Linked DNA regions of Zea mays: region 1 is linked to region 2. The links are chromatin contacts, called in public Hi-C maps. All regions are on one chromosome and are shown on one strand. Each heading gives the region's core, a stretch centred on a gene start, on an enhancer-like site or on the middle of the called end of the contact. The rest is flanking DNA. Distances are from core to core; before and after follow the strand shown. Region 1 holds the start of LOC103640860 (laccase-25-like). Region 2 has its middle 12 kb from the start of LOC103642304.

Region 1 (2,803 bases), core at 219-2,718, 280 kb after region 2:
GGTACTCGACCACGGCCGTCGCCGTGGTGTCGCTGAACGGTGGCCCCTGCGGGATGGCGCTGTCGTAGGGCGACGCCGCCATGTAGTAGCGGCCGCCGGCGCGCGCGGCCACCATGAGCGCGTCCACGGTCTGCCCCGGCGCCACCACCACCACGTCCGTCTCGTACGGCGTCGTGTAGGCCGCGTCGGCGCCCACCACGGTGAAGCTGTGGTTCGCCACCTTGAAGAACAGGGGCGTGTTGAGCGCGGCGTTGATGATCCGCAGCAGGTACGTCTCGTTGCTCCGCACCTGGAACCGGTACGTCTCTGCACGGTGTACTCGTCGTCACGAATGGTTTATTTGAATGGTTTGATGATGCATGGATATATATATATATATATATATATATATACGTACGGTTCCCGTCGGAGCAGTTGTACAGGTCTCCAGGCTTGCCGTTGATGGTGTACGCGTCGGCGCTGCGCGCCGGGAGCCCGGTGAGGAACGCCATCTGCTGGAGGTCGTAGACGTTGTCGTTCCACCACTCGCCGAGGACGACGGTCTCCTCGGCGTGCGGCTTGGGGAACGGGTAGGCGTCGGCGCCGGCGCGGGGGCGGAGGACCAGCGCGCCGTACACGGTGGCGCGGAGGAAGGAGATGTGGGCGTGCCACCACAGCGTCCCCTCCTGCGCCGTCGCGTTGAAGCGGTACGTGTAGTTGCCGCCCGGCTTGACCGGACACTGCGTCACCATCGCCGGGCCGTCCGCCCACGGCGTGCCGCGCTGGAATATGCCGTGCCTGCAAAGCACACACAAGTACACAACGCAGCAAGGAGCAGAATTCAGAACAGGATTCTTTTGGCGGCGGCCCTGTGATGAGATGATTCACTGGAGCTTGCTGCTTTTGGCTGTATGTATCTAGCTAACATTGCAGTGGTTTGTACGAATCTCTATCTTCCTATATGACAGCGAGAAAGTCCGTACCAGTGGATTGTGATGTTGTAGGGCGACTGGTTGACGAGGTGGACGACCACAGTGTCTCCCTCGCGGGCATGGATGGCCGGGCCTGGGAGCTGCCCGTTCACCGCCGTGATGACCCGCGGCGGCTGGCAAAGCTGGCTCACGGAAAGGTTTCCGACCTGGCAAAGGATCAAGCTCCTCCTCTTACATATATACCTCGTACGTGCTATACAACGACCATGAAACGAACCAAATGCGAGCAAAACTGACACATGTATGCATATGCATGCATGTATGTATGTTAGACTCATGAATGAATTACATTGAAGGTGTGCTCCACGATCGAAGCTTCAGCAACGCAGCAACAAGCAAGCACCAACAAGGCGACGCTGGGACCAAGAGGCAAAGCCAGTGGTGACAACCAAGGTCGAGGAGCCATGCCCAGCCCCCCTGAGCTAGCTAGCAATGACGATGGCCAAAGACACACAGAACAGCTAAAGATCTGGTTGATGATCTCTCGATCGTATGCTCGATGATCGAGTGGTTTTGGGTGAGAGAGTTCATGAGCAAGAGGCTCTCTATATAGCCGGGACGTATGGATGGATGGATGGATAGATTCTCAGGCTGCCTGGTTACTCTAGTCAGTTGGAACACGTAAGGTTCCTGCTGCCTTTGAGTGTTCTAATTAGCATGTGCGTCTTCCTTCCATTCAAAGGTGACAGTTTTGGTAACACAAGGGACATCAGAATTCAGAGATACACACTACTAATAAACGGGACGAATTTTGCATTGCTCTGTAGAGATGAGATGAGACCATCTTTCCTCGATTCTGCACTAGTATTTTAATGGGAAATTTGGATCCATACCATTAAAAGATCACCACTTTGGATCCATACCATTACTATCTCACTTACATGTGGGTCCACATGAGTCAATGACATGTGAGGTCCATGGTATATATCTAAAGTTTGGATCTTTTAATGGTATAGATCCAATTGTTCCTATTTTAATTGGGTACGTTTGACAAGTAAGATTGGTGACACTAATATATTGTCACTACATAATGTCAATGGTTAATGCAATAAGAATGGGACATCAGAGATACACTACATAAAAGCCTTGATCTTTGGTTCCATTTGTACAGCTCGGTACTGAAGAGAGGCTTTTTATTTGCAGTGCTAAAGGGGTCTGGCGCCAGCCACGCGGATGCGCTCACGCTAATATATATGGACGAATAATAAAAGTAGTATGTCTATATTTAAATGAATAGCAATAATACTATATACAAATGTATAATATTTCTTCATTTCTATATTCTCAATGTTCACCCTCTAGGTTTTATGAGAGGGCTAGGAGATTTCATTCATCTTAATAGAACTCTCCGTTTTTATACGATATCGGTATACATGAATCCTATTAGTTGTTATTGAATTGCTTCAATCTTTTCCGAAGGGAGTAGATCTTCCTTCGTCGTCATCAACTTTGATTTGCCAAAAACATTAATAAAAAATAATATTATATTAAATGCAAAGATGAGCTGCTTTATTATCGTGAAATCAATATTATTATCGTAAATATTATTGGCATATCTTGATATCTTTGCTACTAACTTGTTACCTACGACGGTATGAATAAATCCACAAACATAATATCTACAAAGATCGTTCCTTTTACTGTGTGAAATACTAAAACTGGGAAAAAGTTATGGATTATTATTGACAAATAACTTGAGAGTTGTACACGCTTCATACATACAGAAAAGTTTGGCATAAGCTTAAATAGTTTCTTTAGTCTAGGCTATTTTTAGCCATGTCCATGCCCCCATAACTAAAATGATTGATCCTTGGTGCTTGATCAAATCATTT
Region 2 (2,896 bases), core at 221-2,720:
TCGTATTGCTGTTGCTCATCGGCCGTCAGACTTTCAACAGCCGGCTTCAGGATATTGTCCGGGGAGATATCGGTGTGATCTTTAGAACCGGCCATTTGAGGGCCTGATTTTTAGTAGATCTAAACACCTTCCCCAGCGGAGTCGCCAAAAGTATGTTGACACCTTTTTCGGGTGCCAAACACTCAACAAGAACCGCCGGCGGTGCTCTCTGCACAGGCGCGGACGGTCCGCGACCAGGGACCGGATGGTCCGCGACCTGGAGCAGGGGCAAAGGTTCCCTGCCTGACGGCCGGACGGTCCGCGCCTACAGGCCGGACGGTCCGCGCGTGCGCAGGGGGTGGCGAAGGTCGCCGGCGGCGCCTGAATCTCGCTCCCGGGAGGGACCCCGTCGGGGAGGAGAGATCTTAGGTGTTGTCTAGGCTCGGCAGGCCGACCTAGACTCCTCCAATCGACGTAGAGTCGAAGAGAGGCGGAGAATTTGGAGATTGAAAAGCTAAACTAGAACTAGACTAAAACTATTCCTAATGCGTAAGGTAAAAACGAGAAATGGACTTGATTTGTTCGATTGATGGGGCTTCAATCGGCCGTAGCCCTTCATCTATATAAAGGGGGAGGTCTGGATCCGTTTCCAACTGTTTCCCGAGTTAATCCCGCGGTTTTAGGTAACAAATCTTGCGAGAAACTGGGAACCCTAACTGACTCTGCGCGCGCGCGAACCGTCCGCGCCACCACCGCGGACTGTCCGGACCGCGGACCGTCCGGCCTCAGCGCCGGACTGTCCGCGCTGCTTAATTTGACTTCCAACAGTTCTGTATTAAAAAATATTCATATATTTCTTTCTATTAAGCCGATAAGTCGATAACGCTCGACGAAATGCTCGTGACTCGCGGCTCGTTCGATTCATTTCAAGTTTTGTCACGAGCTGCTCAGCTCGGTTTGTTAACAAGCTAGCTCGGTTTGTCTTGGTCTATCACATTTCATCAAAACGAAGCTATATACATATCGTTTACGTAATAATTGATGAATGCGTTATATGTATGTGTGATGTTTATAGCCTATGAGTTAAATTAATGCTTGATAAACTATGTCTATATGTTAAATTAATCTATGTAAATATAATTGTGTGTTAAACTGATAAGCATGTGTGTGAATTGTGAATTGATGAGTTGAGTTAATTCAGTGTTATATTGATATGGTCCGTGAAACTATAAGTATAATTACTATTTTCTATTGTTAAATAAATTTAAAATTAACTTGAAAATGATTATTATATATATATATATATATTATTTTTTTCATGCTCTGGTTCGAGAGCTAAATGAACTAGTTCGAACTTATAAACGAGCGGAGTCAGCTGACTTTATGACTAGTTAGCTTAAACAGCCGAGCTAGCAAACTTGGACGAGCGGAGCAAGCTGACTTGATATCAGCCTTAGCTGATACGGCTTCCTCCACATACACACACTACACGTTGGCTAAAAAATCTTAGCCGCACGTCTATGCACTACTTCACATCAAAGCCGTACACGTAACCGCCGTATGCTGCAATTGTTTCGAATCTTAGCAATGCACTCTCCATCTACACTAGAAATCACACATGCTTTTTTGGTCCCTTTTTCCTCCAACTACAACGGAAGGTATAGATGGTTTTTTTCTCTTTTATGTCACATTGGAAACCCTAAATACATTTTCTCCTTAAAAGACTTACAAGAACTATGAGCGCATAATGTACATCGGCTTTTGCTTTTTACTGGTCGCCCAAATCACATATGCTTTTTTGTCTCTTTAATTATGTCACATTGGAAAACTTAAATTGGTTTACCCCTCAAAAGACTTGCAATAACTATGAACGCATAGTGTAGACAAGCCTTTGGTTTTTACTTGTTCACTACGGAAATCACGTTCTTTGCCGAGTGTCTAAGACACTCGGTAAATGTTATTTTACACTCTGTAAATCTTTTGCCGAGTGTAACACTCGGCAAAGAATACTCGACAAATATTTTATCGGCAAAGAAAAACACTCGGCAAATTAAGAATCGAAAAAATAAAAAAAACAACAAAACATTTTTTTAAAGTCTAGGAACATAACTCTCCAACCCTACCTATTACCTTACTCATTGCCCTATCATTTTTCACTATTATTTTGAATCAAATTTATATGTTTTGTAAATGATGAAATTTGAACTCGTCAACCTCTCTCTCGCGCATACCCTCCTATACCACTACACTACTACACCAATTATGTTTATATTACGTTTTCATTCCCCATATACTATAACAAACCGAGAGTAATTTGATTATTTAAGGCACTAAATGAGTTCATTTGAAAATGTGACCAACTATAAAGTTGCATAACTTTTTGAGATCTACAAGTTTTATTTTAATAGTTTCTACATTCGAGATCGTTTACAAAATTTGAATTTTAAATTTGAAAACTTCACACGAATTTTTCAATGACAAGATGATTTCAAATCAAAAAATTGTCAACTACAAAGTTTTTTTATTTTAGAGTGTTAATGGATTGATACATTATTTGATGTATTATTATATGTGTATGTCTAGATTTTTTTTTGCTATCCATTTAAATATAGAGACAAAAATAAGAAGCTAAACCGAACAATATATTGGAACAGAGGGAGTATGTACTATCCATGTTCCTGTTAACATATCTGTTAGAAGGGAAATCACATAGAATTCATATGTTTTTTTTGCTTACTATTTTCCCACTATTATTGCCTCCATGTAGGTAGGTGTGCTGTATTTTTTATGCTCTTCTATAATGCCTCCACTTTGTTTTTGTAGTTGATTCACGCCTGTCGTCCACGTACGAAATTAGAAGTTTCAGAGATAAAACAACATAGATAAATAGTGTGTTGATTGCTCCTACCTATGCAAT

The links. A called contact is a pair of places that touch in the nucleus more often than the background predicts.
Region 1: a Hi-C map of leaf shows a contact between it and region 2, with 4 times the contacts expected there. The contact joins the promoter of LOC103640860 here to the enhancer-like site in region 2. A contact is called at or near these places in 3 of 25 Hi-C or Micro-C datasets (ear and leaf).

The regions. Positions count from the first base shown.
Region 1 is chr10:12,083,283-12,086,085 of Zm-B73-REFERENCE-NAM-5.0, forward strand. It overlaps LOC103640860 (laccase-25-like), which reads right to left and starts at 1,469. Exons shown (of 4, transcript NM_001323270.1): 1 at 1,261-1,469; 2 at 963-1,117; 3 at 398-777; 4 at 1-306. The coding sequence starts at 1,377.
Region 2 is chr10:11,804,286-11,807,181 of Zm-B73-REFERENCE-NAM-5.0, forward strand. No RefSeq gene overlaps it. Among protein-coding and RNA genes, the nearest start is that of LOC103642304, 12 kb to the right of the region's middle. Within about 2 kb of position 1,471, at least 7 of the 20 cell types and tissues checked have an H3K27ac peak or open chromatin away from gene starts, as enhancers often do. A contact at or near this core is called in ear and leaf, where this site is marked.